Linked DNA regions of Oryctolagus cuniculus: region 1 is linked to region 2. Evidence: chromatin contacts called from public Hi-C data. All regions are on one chromosome and are shown on one strand. Each heading gives the region's core, a stretch centred on a gene start, on an enhancer-like site or on the middle of the called end of the contact. The rest is flanking DNA. Distances are from core to core; before and after follow the strand shown.

Evidence for each region. A called contact is a pair of places that touch in the nucleus more often than the background predicts.
Region 1: a contact with region 2 is called in a Hi-C map of skin fibroblasts, with 4 times the contacts expected there. The contact joins two enhancer-like sites. A contact is called at or near these places in 4 of 6 Hi-C or Micro-C datasets (ear pinna, psoas muscle, skin fibroblasts and 1 more).

The regions. Positions count from the first base shown.
Region 1 is chr16:41,650,551-41,654,966 of mOryCun1.1, reverse strand. No RefSeq gene overlaps it. Among named protein-coding and RNA genes, the nearest start is that of COL1A2, 110 kb to the right of the region's middle. Within about 2 kb of position 2,451, at least 2 of the 8 cell types and tissues checked have an H3K27ac peak or open chromatin away from gene starts, as enhancers often do. A contact at or near this core is called in ear pinna, where this site is marked.
Region 2 is chr16:41,511,744-41,516,315 of mOryCun1.1, reverse strand. It overlaps COL1A2 (collagen type I alpha 2 chain), which reads left to right. Exons shown (of 52, transcript NM_001195668.1): 39 at 1-5; 40 at 964-1,125; 41 at 1,885-1,992; 42 at 2,651-2,758; 43 at 3,131-3,184; 44 at 3,271-3,378; 45 at 3,542-3,595; 46 at 3,943-4,050; 47 at 4,521-4,572. Among named protein-coding and RNA genes, the nearest start is that of COL1A2, 30 kb to the left of the region's middle. Within about 2 kb of position 2,630, at least 2 of the 8 cell types and tissues checked have an H3K27ac peak or open chromatin away from gene starts, as enhancers often do. A contact at or near this core is called in ear pinna, where this site is marked.

The sequences.
Region 1 (4,416 bases), core at 1,202-3,701, 140 kb before region 2:
AAGCCTATGAATAGAGTCAGACAATCCTAACCATTGCTGGAAGCGAGGCATGTTTACATCGCCTCCGCACTGCTGATAACTCTGGCCAATGTTATTCAAATTGTTTATTATTTGTCCAGATAATTCTCAATGCCATGTATCCCCCAGCAGTGTTAAGCAATTGCAGACCCGCAATACATACGTGAATTGCAGGAAGGCGCCGGCATTTTCTTTTGTAAAGACTCTACATACAGCACATGGGATTGTCATTGTAACTCATTTTATTAATGTCATTTTGAAGCAGATTGGCTTCAGGAACTGTTGTCTGGGTGCTTGGTGGCTATTTTCCATCCAGCTTACTGCACTGTAGTCTTCACAGAAGAACACTAGAGGGATCAAGCTTCGTAGTTTTCGGAGGCCTTTGTGTCAACCCAGCCAAGGACAATTATGGCTCTTCCCAGAAGAAGTAAAGAATAGCGTTGGCAATCGGGCGTTACCACCCAGAACCACAGAAAAAGCTGCAAATGCACCCAAAATGGCTTTCTCAGCCTTTATAAGCCCAGGCACCTACGTGGCATTTTCTAGGGCTGGAGGCAGCACTTTGGGAAATTACCTTTAGAAAACTGATTCGAGGTCTATCAGAGCTTAGAAAAGAGCCTGCAACCTGGGGAGGGGTTGAAGAAATAAATAAGCAGACTTGTTGTTTAATAAGGCTGCCAATTCTTTTTACTTCCAAGGGACAAAATCAAGTAAATGTCAAATTTTTCCCAGCTGGTAAGCACATTCAGATTTCAAGCTAAAATCCCCTGAAAGGACTAGGGCTGATGATGAGAAAGTAAAAAAAAAAAAAAAAAAAAAAAAAAAAGAATTCTTTCTTTTCGAAGTAGGATAGAGAAATAATTCAGCTTCTCCACTTTGCCTAAACCATGACCTTATACGAAGACATATATTTATGAAATGCTATCATTTTGGTGTTTATAAACAGAAAAGAAGTCATTAATCAAGCTGGTGATCCAAGTCTGTCAGAAATAACAAGGTAACTGAATCAGATAAAATTAATGAAGAAGAAAAAACAAGCGCTTGTCTATAATGTCAGACAACACTGCAGCTTTAATTTGTCGATTTCAGAAGGCCCTTCCTGGCTCCTGAGCTTATTTCATTGGTGAATTACCTCGCTTGCCAATCCTCTCATCTCCCTGGTCCCTGGAGTCTATCCTAATTAAAATAAAAATCATACTGCTCTAATAATTTGATCATGCCATTTCTCTTTTCAAAACCTTGCAGTAACTTTTAATTGCACTAAAACCTGGAATTGAATTTAAAATCGATACAGGGGCTCCACGTCCATGCCTCAGATGTTCCAAGGTCTCTGACCCAGCAGCTCCAGCCAGGGATGTCACTCCAGGCAGTCAATCTACTTGACTCCAATATCGTCCTGACGTGATTCTCCTGCTTCTTGACTCTACCTTTCTCTTGTCCAATAAACAAACACTCAGCCAGGACACAGCTGCAATGAACTATTTGTGTGGGCCATGAGGGGCTGCTGTCGATAGGATCTGATGTGCAATACATCTTGAATTGTTGCTTCTGAAATCATGACGTCCACGCTTTTTGGCTCCTAGGTAAGTCCACGGCAGGAAGGGCACCATGTAAATGGCCAACAGTTTCACTGTGGAAGATCTGAGGGCAAGGTCAGAGCCTTGCCTTATCAGCCAAGAGCGATCACACAGATGCAAAAATGTCAGGGAAGGCAGTGCAGCCCCCTTCAGCCATGCCCTGCACCCCTCAGCCCTGCATTGGTCCTTCCCTCCCCGGGGAAAAAAAAAAAAGAACTCTGGCTTTCATCTGTGGTGGAACTTTCCAGCAACGTCTTTCCATAAAGGAATGGGTCTTGTTTCAAAGCCAAGGGCTCTGCCTCCAACAGTTACAGCTAGAGAAAGGAGGAGTTTTTTTTTTTTCTTTTCTTTCTTTTTTTTTTTTATACTTTTAGACAACGTGGAAGTGTCTGGAATGGTGCCTTTAGTCTCAGCCATCCTAGGAATTACTCAGTGTTTCAGGGCCCAGAGCCAGTAACCACCTCCCGGCCCGCCTCTGCCACGTTAGCTCTGAAAGTAAGGTGGGTGAGCTGTGGGCTCAGAAAAGCCAGAGCAGTAGGATATCCCTTGGCTGCCTCCACAGGCTCCACAGTAATTCTCACAGGGCAAAAACCACCCCACCCTCTAAAATCCCACCACCACCATCCCTCTTACAGAGTTAGAAAGCAGGAGTATTTCAGACTTCATATGGCTCTTCAAAGTTTAAGGAACCAGGACTCTGGGAAACAGGGCTGCAGCCCACCACTCAGGCACCCCAACACAAGGCTGCTCCAAGCTGATGTGCTTCTTTGTCTAATTTCTTGGGGAAGACTTCAGAGGGGCAGCTTTTATAAATTTCCTCTGGAGATGAGGCCCTTCTTCAATTATCCCACCTTAGATGGGCCACCTTGTGCAAACTCCCTTTAGGTACTGTATGGAGGAGGTGCAGCTGATCTAGTCTTTCAGAATAAAGTAAGTCTTCACACACCTAAATGATTCACTTTTCTTTTTAATTCTGGGGGTGGCGTGCTTGTCCCCAGCTCTGGTGTTTAGCCACAGCCTCTGCAGGTATCAGGGGGTTAGAGGCCCCTTAGCACCATTGACTCCTCAACCTGCGACCAAGGGACTTTGAACCCGATGCTTATTACTGAGTGAATGTCTAAAAAAAATCAGCATAAAGGAAAAGGTGAGGTTCTTGTGGACTGTCTGGGTTCTTCCAGAAAAATGGGTCTCTGGTTCCAGACAATCTGGTGATCTGACTGGCTGCTTTGCTCCAACCTGCCTTGCTGCAGAGTTGCTCACTAATCAGGAGTCTGCACGCCCTTCCTGCCCACGCTCATACTCACTCTACCCACCGTGAAGGGAGTCAGGTTTGGAGCCATGCTGGGCTCCAGTACTCGTGAATTGCACATGTTATTCAAGAGTATGGAGTCAGGAAGTTCACCTGTAAAACGGGGTAGGGGGACAAATGTTCAGAACAGCAGTCAAGACACTGCTTGGGATGCCCACATCCCACATGGCAATGCCTAGGTTACAGCCCTGGCTCTGCTTCCAATCCTAGCTTCCTACTAATGCCCACCTGGGAGGCAGCAGGTAGGTGGTAACTCAAGAAGTTGTGTCCCTGCTTCCCATGTGGGAGACTCAGATTGAATTCCTGGTTCTTGGCTTCTACCTGGCTCATCCCTGGATGTAGTGAGCATTTGGGGAGTGAACTAGTGAATGGAAGATCTATCTGTGTCTGTCTCTCTTTCAGGAAATAAATAAATACATTTTCAAAACAAAACTATGAAATGGAGTAGTCCTGATATCTTTGCTCTGTATCTTTTGTGTATAGAAAATGTGCCCGAGACAATAAGTATCAGTTCAATCATTGACTCTCATCAGGACCTACTTCGTTCCCTTTCTCACCTCTGCTAATAACTAGCAAGCAATAAGGAACTTGCAGCAGACCCTCTGAGCAGTCTTGGCCACATCTTCTTCATCTGTAAAGCAAGGTCTTCAGTTCTCTTAGACACTCCTTCTTGGCTAGGAGAGAATTGCAACTTCTAGTTCTTCTCTCTGCTGAGCTTTCATCATTGGGGCACCAACACATGTCAAAAAGACATCCCAGTGATCCAGAATGGAGGCGTCCAAGCCAAACTGCTGGGCTGTGCACTGACACCTCCCACTAGCTGGCTCTGGGTTTGGGGCAAGCTTCTTAACCTTACTTAGCCTGCCACCATATCCCAAAATGGAGAAAAAAATAAGATTTTCTCAAGAAGCAGTTGGAATCAATAGTTGACTGAATTCACATAAGGATTCAAAAAGTGTCATAAACAGTAGACAACAATGTTCACTATATGACTACCTTTCATCCCTGTATTTTGCATTTATTAATTGTAATTTCCACTGGCACTGTTAAACAGCATTCCAGTTCTTAATTCAAATGTTTCTCTTTTTAATCAATACTAGTCTAAATTCTACCTACAGTAATCTAATGGGGCATCAAATTTAAGTAAAATTAAAAAATAAAAACTTGGATGTAATGCCTGGAATGTCAGGAATATTGCTAGGGGCAGGCATTTGGTGCAATGGTAAAGTTGCCACTTAGGACGCCCATATCCCCTGTTAGAGTGCCTGGTTCACGTCCTGGATCTGCTTCTGATTCTAGCTTCCTGCTAATGCACACCCTGAGAGGCAGGAGTATTTGGCTTCTGCTACTTATATGGGAGACCCAGACTGAGTTTTTAGCTCTTTGCTTCAGCCTGGCCCAGTCCTAGTTATTGGGGACACTTGGGGAGTTAATCAAACAGAAGATGAAAGATTCTCTCTCTCTCTCTCTCTCCCTCTATCTCTCTCTCTATCTCTCCCCCCTACCCTCTCT
Region 2 (4,572 bases), core at 1,381-3,880:
CCTCTGTGAGTAAACCTCTGCACACCTGTGTTTTCATTTACTTTAGCCAAAAGACCTTGTCTCTGGTGGGAAGAGGGTAAGAAACTTGATGAAAACACTTCGCTAATATTTGCTATTATTTTCCTGGCCTGAAATCAGGTTTTCTGAACCATTGAGGCAAAATCATCACAAATTATATTTTGTAATATCAGTTTAAGAGGCTTTTATTCATTGCAAACACCAGTCCCCTTTCACGGGTGTGTTCTCATTGTTAAAAATAAAGAGCAGAACAGTTTTAGTCACATATCAGGTATTTTTATATCTAATTACCCTTTATAGGTATCATTCTGCCTCCGTTGTTAGGATACAATTGTTTCTGAATTTATAGGTGGTTTGGCCCCTAATTTAATTCTGTTTCAGATTTTTCTGTCAGGACTCCAGAGAATTTAATTAATTACCAAGGATTAAGTCTTCTGCTTAAGGTTTGGGTTGGGGGGAATAGCAAAGATGTTGATTTCTTGGAATCCTTTCTCAGGTTCATAACGCAAAAATCGTCATTCCCTGTAGGCATTTAATTAAACCGAGTTGAAAGCATATGTGATTCCTCAGTTATGAATAAAATGCCAGTATTGGCTTTCTTTGAAAAGAAAGGGGCAGGATGCTCCAAAACCCAAAGTCCCATTCATTTACAACTAAGTCATAACTCTTCACGTTCTCATTCCAACATTCTAGGGTACCCGTGGCAGGGCATTGCTTTTCCTTACAGAAATTTTTTGTAGAGTCTGCCTCGATTATTTTTTCTTTGCTGACAGTGTCGGGGAAGTAAGATTGGAGTTTCTACTTTCTACAAGAAAGAATATTTAACAGTCTAATCCTTTCCCCAAAATGGCTGGGCTGTTGTTTTGTTGAATCACACTGTTGGCATCTTAATATCTAGAACCCCTGATTTACAGAATGTAAGTGACCTTGTACATTTGCTCACAGGGTATTACTGGTCCTCCTGGTCCCCCTGGTGCTGCCGGTAAAGAAGGGCTTCGTGGTCCTCGTGGTGACCAAGGTCCAGTTGGCCGAACTGGAGAAACAGGTGCATCTGGCCCCCCTGGCTTTCCTGGAGAGAAAGGTCCCTCTGGAGAGGCTGGTACTGCTGTAAGTGATTTCAAACTCTTTTTTTAAAAAAATTATTTTATTAAAACAACACCCCTACGCAAGTCTCCAAGTGATATTTATTTATTTATATTATTGAATATTTTTATTAAGTTAAAATAAACCCCCTACACAAATCTCCAGGTGGCATTTGCAGACTCTCAAGTGTAGCTCGGCTGAGCCAGATTTGTGCACACTGAGGTGCCGTGGCTGCAGCAGGTGCTCAGTTAGCCTGTGATAGGGACGGCAGTAAATGAGGAACTCAAGGTTTCATCCTCACGGCCTTCTAAGTGTGCTGCCGAGGGAGGGGCCGCCTGACTGGTACCAGGATTAGAGCAGAATGCCTTTGCCTACTGTGAATTCATCGATCCTAGTAAGGTACCCATTCATTAAGTAGGCATTTTCTGGTATTACGGCTACTCTGAAAGCTTCCTCTACTAGACTTTAGAGGCAAAGGGCAAAATTTGCTTCCTTACATAAACTCAGTAAAAACTCTATTCCACCATCCCCGCGTGGCTTCACTGATCTCAGCCACATATTTAAAATGTTACACCGTGGGTCTTGAGGAGGAGGAAGGTACAAATACATACAGATATCCACATGCTCGAATGTGAGCTCATTCCCATCGCGACGGAAAAGATACCCAAGAGCTCACTAGCCGACTCTACACCGAGGACAGCTAGTTCCCCCAGTGCGCAAGCCCAGCTGGGCTCTCACCTGGGGGTCCTACCTGGATTATACCGTGTTTTTCCTCTTGTTTAGGGACCTCCTGGCACCCCAGGTCCTCAGGGTCTTCTTGGTGCTCCTGGCATTCTGGGCCTTCCCGGCTCCAGAGGTGAACGTGGTCTCCCAGGTGTTGCTGGTGCTTTGGTGAGTGTTTGACGCCATTCTGATTCTCATTAGCATAATAAAAGGTTTTAAAAGCTGCCACTTCAAATGTGACAGATTGATCACTGAATGACTCCACTTAAGATTTCTTACTCCTGGCATTTTCTTTATACAGATCGCATGTCACTTATCTCAGATGCTTTAATAGCACCTTCCTTAGACACACACTCTAAAGACGCAGCTTAACACTATGCAGAATGATTTTGTTCTTTCTACACGCTTAAGAACGATATAAGCTCTAATTGCATTGACTGCTCTGCAATATGAAATGCTGGCATCATTTCTCCTGGAGGAAGAATGAAACTGGAAAGTTCTGAATCATTCCATTAAACCTTGTACGTGACAGCAGCCAGGACCCATCTCATTTCCATAAACTCTATCAACCTCATGAATTCGTTTCATGTGGAATGTTGGATGAAAACCATGCTTGCCTTGAGCAGAGCAACACTGCATTAACAATACCTAGCCGACCCTCTGTGTAGGGTGACACGAATGACACTGCTTACCATTTTCTGAACCATTCGTATTCACTTCACCTCTTCTCCTCACACTGCAATCTCCCGCCTCAGGTTGTTTTTGGAGGGTGAGGTTGGCATTCTGTCCAACTAGAGTAATCTTTTTATTTCCTCTGCTTTGTTAGGGTGAACCTGGTCCTCTTGGCATCGCAGGCCCTCCTGGGGCCCGTGGTCCCCCTGGTGCTGTGGGCAGTCCTGGAGTCAACGGTGCTCCTGGTGAAGCCGGTCGTGATGTGAGTCCAGCATTTTGTTTACATCGTAAAATTGAGCAGGGTTTATTGTATGTAATTTCGGGTGTTGGGCTGAGATTCTCTTGTTCCAAGAGTGTCTGTTTCCCCACAAGTACATGTCATGACCACTTCTGGCATTGAAAGATGATTTCAGTAGAAGAATGAACCTTTAACTAGTTTGGTGTTGGACCCAGATATTAAAAACACCTTTAAAATAAAATGTAAGCTAATAGGTTTTCGTCCCTGCTTTTTAACCGTCTGGAAAGGGGCTCACAATCGAGCACTGGGAGTGAAGAAGACAGAGTAGCCAAAACCCAAGGGCAAAGGGGCAGCAGTATCTCACCAAGGGCTTTAATCTGCGTGGTGTCGTCACAGGGCAACCCTGGGAGCGATGGTCCTCCAGGTCGCGATGGTCAGCCTGGACACAAGGTCAGTGCATTTCCTCGCCTTCCTGTGATTTAAAAGTCACTAAGTAGAGGCCAAAGTGATGCTAAATTTCATTTTGCCTGTGGTAGGGAGAACGTGGTTACCCTGGCAATGCTGGTCCTGTTGGTGCTGCAGGAGCACCTGGTCCTCAAGGCTCCGTGGGCCCCACTGGCAAACATGGAAACCGTGGTGAACCTGTAAGTTTTTAAAGTCAGCTCTTTAATGCTGCCTTCCTCCTGGGCTTCACCCGCTTCACCCTGACTTTCCCACACCTGGCGACAGTGGAGGTGTCAGAAGGGGGGGCTTGGTCTTGGCTGACGAGTTCTGTTTGTTTTTTTTTTTTTTTCTCCCACTTCACAGGGCCCTGCTGGTTCTATTGGTCCCGTCGGTGCTGCTGGTCCAAGAGGCCCTAGTGTACGTACATGGTGAAGGCTTCTTTACAAACTAACATGTTGGGAGGATCCATTCAAGAAAATAACTAAAACATAGCCCAGGCTTCATGTTTTCAAAAACTTGTATTCCTTGTTGAGAACTGATACAAATAACTTGATCTATTTTAAGCCTTGTCTGTTCACTTATTGTAAATAGTCATCAGGATCTAACTAACCTGGATCTAACAATCATCAGGATCTGCCCAACTAATGCAGAGCACTAGAAGAGATGGGAGCCTGTCTAGACCTTTGCATGTCTTCAGTTGCCTTTCTGAGTGGATTAAGCAGCATTTGTGGAGAAACGAATGCCACTCTTAAATTTCTTCACAGGGTCCACAAGGCATCCGGGGTGACAAGGGAGAGCCTGGTGACAAGGGGCCCAGAGGTCTTCCTGGCATAAAGGGACACAACGGATTGCAAGGTCTTCCCGGTCTCGCTGTAAGTAGAACGTGGCCAGCATACCTGCGTGCTACCCATAACGGCCCCCAGCCCTGAGCATCTTCATGTGTGCACTGTTATTGTTCTAACACGTCCCGCATCACAGCCATATCCCGTTCTCTGGCTAACTCCCTCTCTCGCGGAGATGAGGCTTTATCATTCCAGCGTGGAAAGGTGAGGGTTAAGGGAGATAGAACTACACTTACATTAAAATCCCCTGGCAGCACTGTCCTTCAACCCCACTGAAAATAAACATAATTAGGGGAATGACTAATACTGCACTGCTGAAATGGCTTGTGAAAAAAAATCATCGAATATAATAGACATAATGGGAGAAAAGAGCTCCACTTTACATTTTCAATTTTATCAATTTGGAGACCATTGGAACTAAAGTTTTCCACTCAATTTGAAAAAAAAAAAATCTGTTGACACGTGTTCTGAAAGTGTAATTTCCTGTTCTCTCCTTAAAGGGTCAACATGGTGATCAAGGTGCTCCCGGCGCTGTGGGTCCCGCTGGCCCCA